Regions from separate parts of the Rattus norvegicus genome. Here region 2 is linked to region 1. Evidence: chromatin contacts called from public Hi-C data. All regions are on one chromosome and are shown on one strand. The core of a region is the stretch at or near the end of the contact, and the rest is flanking DNA. Distances in the headings are between cores, read along the strand shown.

What was found. Hi-C and Micro-C count contacts between places; a contact is called where the count stands out from the background.
Region 2: a Hi-C map of Schwann cells shows a contact between it and region 1, with 4 times the contacts expected there. The contact joins the promoter of Sp3 here to the enhancer-like site in region 1. A contact is called at or near these places in 4 of 12 Hi-C or Micro-C datasets (the Rat2 cell line, Schwann cells, mammary epithelial cells and 1 more) and 1 of 1 datasets of contacts at active chromatin or transcription factors (oligodendrocytes).

The regions. Positions count from the first base shown.
Region 1 is chr3:77,996,950-77,999,936 of GRCr8, forward strand. No RefSeq gene overlaps it. Among named protein-coding and RNA genes, the nearest start is that of Sp3, 270 kb to the right of the region's middle. Within about 2 kb of position 1,537, at least 18 of the 93 cell types and tissues checked have an H3K27ac peak or open chromatin away from gene starts, as enhancers often do. A contact at or near this core is called in Schwann cells, where this site is marked.
Region 2 is chr3:78,263,035-78,266,021 of GRCr8, forward strand. It overlaps Sp3 (Sp3 transcription factor), which reads right to left and starts at 1,483. Exons shown (of 7, transcript NM_001427405.1): 1 at 803-1,483; 2 at 72-217. The coding sequence starts at 809.

The DNA of each region.
Region 1 (2,987 bases), core at 287-2,786:
AAACTTCCCGCACTCGGTAAGGTAAGAAAGATGTGTGGCCGTGCAGTATGGCCGAGGCCCACAGGCTGCAACACACAGGACCACTGGAGAGGTTAAGGGTGAAGGGCCTGGAGAGGAAGGACAGGGAGAGAGGATGTGCAGAGTCACAAACCCCAAAGCCCCAGGGCCAGGCAGCGAGGCACAGCGGGTGCAAGGCGCTGCAAATGCCTGTGAGCGCAGAAGTGTTCACAGAGGAAATGACACATCTGGATCTGCATCAGAAAGGAAACATGAAGGAGAGAAGAGTAAGAGCTACAGATGTGGCGTGATCAATGCTTCTGGAAGCTGATGTTGAACAGGTAGATTTTCTTACTATATCCCTTATTCCTTTAAACATTTCAACGTTTCCATAAACAAAAAGTAAAAGAAAACGCTTTAAATGTACACAGAAGTAGGTGCATAGGGCTGCCATTTTAAGCCTCTGTGACCGAAAACATACACGTGCACACATCAAAATGGCTGCCCTTTTGTATCCGATCACAAGAGGATGACAAGTAATAAGCTCATGACTGTGATTGATAAGGAAGTCCCAAAGCCAACAGGATCATGAGGCACGACAGCTTCCATTTCTATAGATCAAACATCGCTTACTACAAACAGAATTTGGGCCCTGCAGCATATTTAGATTCCCATACACAGCCACACACACCCATACGCACGTCTGCGCACTCACCAGCACCATCCCAGTGTCGAGACGCTTTGGAAAGTGGCCAGCTCCTTAAGAGCCAACCGGCCTTTCATGGTCAGCCTAGCCAGCCAGTTCACAGGATTCCCGGGTGTCAAGGTGAACATTTAGTCACGGCCGTACTTCCTAGACTACAGTAAGGAGTGGTTAAAGTATGTGTTAGGTTGATTGACCAAACAGCCTTTACACCTTAGAGACTTCATCTTGATGCTTCATAGAAAGTCTATACAGAGAAAATGAGCAAAGGAGAACTGTTGGGATAAAAAAAAAAACTTTAATGTAATGTAATGTACATTATAGAAGGTAATCAGCAATGCAAAAAAAAAAATACCTACGGGATTGGCAAGATGGCTCAGAGGAGAAAGGCACAGGCTACCAAGTCTGATGACCTGAGTTTGATCCCTGGCACCTCCGTAGTAGAAAGAGAGAACTGACTCCCAGAATGTCACATGTGTGTCCTGGCACACACACACACACACACACACACACACACACACACACACACGGGGGAGGAGGGCGGAGGAAGTGGGGAGGGAAGGACGGGGAGGGAGAGGGGGACAGGGACAGGGAGAGAATGTAAAATAATGTTTTTAAATTGTCTCCCCAGATAGATATAAAGATGCTAGACACATACACGGACAGACAGGCTAAAACATGACTCTAAACATGTTTATCACATTAACATCTTCCAGGCCTGACTTTGAAGCTGCTCTAGTACATTCCAGGCCACATTCCCCACGGGCCACATAGGCTAGGACTAGAGTCACAGTCAACTCCCTTTTCCGAAGTGTCCGGGAGCGGTTGGAGACCCGCCCGTGCAGCATGACTCAGCAGTGTGGGATGGAAAGTTTCCGAGCAGATCCTGTCCTAATCAGGCGGGCATGGAGGATGGAGGTTGGCAGGTGAGGGCTCCCAGGTACGGGTGCAGTCAAGTACCCTTACTATGGAGGCAGTAGTGCTGGCTATCGAGAGCTGCCATCCCGCTCACCTGAGCTCCCAAGCCAGTTCCTGCTACATAGACAGGCAGGGTACAAGAGAGAGCCTGACTCAGCGAGTAACACCAAATCGGGATCCAATGCAAAGTATCCCCACCAACAGCCTTCGTTTGCACGCATCTGCCTTCTCTAGCCCGCCCTCCTCTGGACTCCTAGTAAGTGATAAAACTTTCCCGAAGCCAGAGCACACAGTACCCTCCCCGCCCCCGCTCCAGAGTCATTTCCCTGTGACTAAGACTCAGTAGAAACAATCGCCTTTCCTCTTCTTGGCTCAGCCTGACTTCGAGACATGACAAGTGACAGAGTAATTCAGTTGTGACAGGAGCACCACCAGGGGACACACTTGTCAATGGGCCCATCTGTCTACTGTCACTCTCTATCCCTTCAAAAGCTTTCAAGATTGCCCCTCGGCTGGGAGTGTTACAGGCAGAATTACACTCACTCATCCCACTCCTGCTGCATCAGCCAGTTGCTTTAGAGAGGGGCTGGGAGTGGGGGACGGGGAGGGGCAGCCACAGGGAGGGCAGAGGGTGAGCCTAGAACTTGCAGCCCTCTTCCTGTGCTCTAGGGGTTTTCACAGAATGAAAATAAGGAATGGTGATGTCCTGCGCTTTTTTTCACCAAGGGTTGCCCAGTGGCCACTACAGATACAGCAAAGTGTAGATGAAGCAATACGATTCATGGGTGCTGCCCTCACTGAGCTGAGGGGCTTCTAAAGAAGCTACAAGCCTGTGCAGACTGTATGGTTACCAGGTCACCACGTTTTATAACTCGGAAGCAGATGAGTAGCATAGATCCTAGACGTTGTGTGTTGGCTACTGTTGACACCAAACAGCCACAACTGAAGTCCAGCCGTGACAACATCCCTCCCTGTAGTTCCGTTCCTCAAATGTTGGATGGTCTCCTCACCCAGACTGGGATGTTTAAGGCTGGACCTGATCTCCCCTGTGTTCTGCAGGCTTCCCCATGCCTGGTACACTGTGGACTGAACAGTAGCTCTTGGTGAACACCTAACTTTGGTATTCTCTTAGGTATCCTTTGGCACCCCTGCCTTGGGTTTGACATCACTCGGCTTGTTCTACATTAGAATTAAGTTCTGAGAGGACAGGCATCTTCTTGCCAATCTCTGTCTTCCTGGTAGGCATGCCTAAGTGCACTAATTTAACAATCGATTATTGAAACGTTGCCCACAACCGTCATCAAAGCGGCCAGAATATGAAGAAGCCAGGCCTGATAACACGGGTCTGCCATTTAGTACTCAGGAGGCT
Region 2 (2,987 bases), core at 233-2,732, 270 kb after region 1:
GAGAGGAAGGGAGGGCGAGGGGAGGAGAAAGCGGCGCGCGGGGAGCCGGGCCGCGCTCAGCCGCTCCTCACCTGGGCCGCCGCCGCCGCCGCCGCGCCGTTTCCGTGCTGCTGCTGCTGCTGCTGTTGCTGCAGATACTCGCCGTGGCCGCCGCCGCCGCCGCCGCTGTCCACGTCCAAGGCAGCCATTTCCTCTTGTTTCACGGGCTTTTCGGGAGCTGCAGGCACAGCGCGGGGGGGGTGGGGCGGGGAGGAAGGCGGGTGCGGGGAGGGAGGGGGCCCGCGGGCCGCGGCCACATTAGCGCCAGCCGGCCCCGGCCCCTTCCCCTCCCCCCGGCCGCGGCCGCGGCGGCGCGCTCCCTCCTCCCCTCCTGCTGCCCCCGCCCGCCGCGGCTGTAACCCTCCTCCTCCTCGTTCCCTCCTCCTCCTCCCCGCGCTGCCCCTGCCCCCTCTCCTCTCTCCTCTCCTCTCCTCCCCTTTCCCTCCGCGGCGCTCGCTCCTCTCGCACCGTCAGTCACTCACACACGCCCGCCCGCCGCCCGCGCCCGCACACAGGGGGATGCGCTCCCGGCGGACTGGGCCGCCCGCCCCGAGCCCGGCGGGCACTCGGCGCTGGCGCTGGAGGGCTGGACGCTGGCTGGCGGGGAGGGAAGGGAGGCGGAGGGGAGTGCGGCTTTCTGCCTCCACAGACACTCGGTCGCGCACTCGGGGCCGGGAGCCGGCGGTGGCGGCCCCGGGCTGGCTGTGGGCGGCAGTGGCGGCGGCGGAGGCAGCAAGGGTTGCTCTCTCTCGGCTTTACGTACCGGTCATAGTGTGTTTAGGACACCTCAGGCGGGGCTCCCCGCCGCCTTACACATGGTGAGAAGCGAAGGCGGCGGCGGCGGGAGAGGATGCGGGAAGCGGCGGCGGACACGGCCGGAGCGGTCCGGGGATTTTTTTTTTTCCTATTTTGATTGACTGTGCGGGAAACACAAAAGGTGGAGCCTCCAGCCCAAAAGGGGGGAAGAGGGTGACAGCCCGCCCGGAAGTTCCGCCCCTCTTCCCGGCGCTCATTTGCCGCTGGGCTCTCCGTCAGCTGTGTTCATTGGTCCGGACGCCTGTCCGTCGCTTGGCCAGGCGGCGGGCTTCCTGTTTGCCCCCGGGTTGAAGGGGAGAGACAATGAGCGGCCGTGGCGCCGTAGGTTCCTGAGAACGGCCCCGGCTCGCGCGTTACCCCGGTGTGCCAGCCTCGTTCCTCGGCTACGGCTGCCAGGCCCGAGGCGCAAGCCTCTTCCACTCGTTGGCCCTTCGTGCAGGCCTTGCCAAGCTGTCGGGGAGCTGAACTGGGGAGGAAGTCCGTCCCCGGTGGCTCCGACTCCACTCGACGTTTCCTCCATCCTGGCAGCCGCCTGGACTGGATCTCCCCAGGGCATGGGCTCTCGAAGCTGGTTCTTGCCAGCGCTGCCAGGAGGCCACCACCGCTCAGCCCCAAGGCTGCCGCTGCTACTGAGCAAACCGGACCCGCCCCATGAGCCCTGGGGGAGGGAGCTGGTATTGGGGGAGACACCCCCTCCGAGGCTGGAGGAGGACTTTTTCACACACATTCAGCTCTTGGTCGCATACTCGGATACATCGCCTTCCCATCCCACCTCATCCTCCCCACCCTTAGCCCTTGGTTACCAACCATCTACTTCTGTGGACCCTGAAGACAGTCACTGACAGCAAAAAGTCTCAAGTCTCTTCATAAGGAAAAAAGGTTTTAATTCTGGCCAGTGATATCAAAGCAAGCTTAGTTATATTTTATTCAGTCAGGCACAGCCACCCTTTAAAATTAGTTTGCTGCACACACAAACTCCCTGCTTCTTAACCTAAGAAAATAAGTCAACAATGCCAACATTTATTAAAATGGTAAATCTCACCCCAAGTATCCTTCCCCTGGGAGTGCTTAGGTACATTTTCTTTACTTAGTGATTTAGGTTAACACTCCTTCCTTTCACATCCTTAATGTCTTGCAGTCATTCAGGAGAAAAAAATGTTCTGCAAACAAGAGAACATTGTCTATTACCTCTAGATACTTCTACTTTAAAAAGGTTGAATTTAAGAGGAGGAAACACTTTCCTTAATACTTTTATTAGAAATCTATCTCAAGCAAGAATAAACGACCCAATTATTGTAATTATGTTTTGTATAATGTTGTGCAAATTGAAGCATTTAAACTAGCTTAATATGCGCTACCTTAAAAAAAAATCACTGGGTGGGGAGGGCATGCATCTCAGTTTCAGAGGACTTTTTGGACTTTTGGGAGGGTGGTTGGTTGGTTTGTTTTTAAAAACAAGGTTTCATGTGTAGCCTTGTTTATCCTGAAACTTGATTTGTAGACCAGGCTAGCCTGGAACCACAGGAAATCTACCTGCCACTGCCTCTGCCTCCTGTGTGCTGGAATTCTCCCCCAACTATTTCCTGGTATTTTTTTAATACTGACAATGACACATGTTCTCTTTCTCTTGTGGCATGCAAGCAAGAATAATGCTTTTGGGCCAAAAAGCAGATAACTCAAACTATTTTGAGGCAAAGCTCTTAAGGAATGCATATTAGCAAAAGTATCACTCACCACTAAGGTAAGATTCAGTAGACTTCAACCAGGGTTGAGTCAATGTTACAGCCTATCTTAAGATGACCAAAAGCAAAATGGTCTCTTGAAAGAATACCTTTTTCTTAACTAGTGCAGATACACTCAAAGCACTCATATGCAAAACATAATACCTGTATTTAGATAAATACACACGTATAGTAACTAATACAGTATAATTGACAATGGATTAACATGTTTCAAAACAGTCATTAAATGAAAATTTAAAAGTATCGAACATCATGAATAAATCTCAAAACAATAAGGTCTGTTTTCCCCTGTCCCCAGACTTGGCCCAGTTTCTTGTCATGTTTTCTCTCAAGATTTCACAAGCTATTCCTGGCCAAGAAACAAAACCAGATCACCCTATTCCCCAGTAG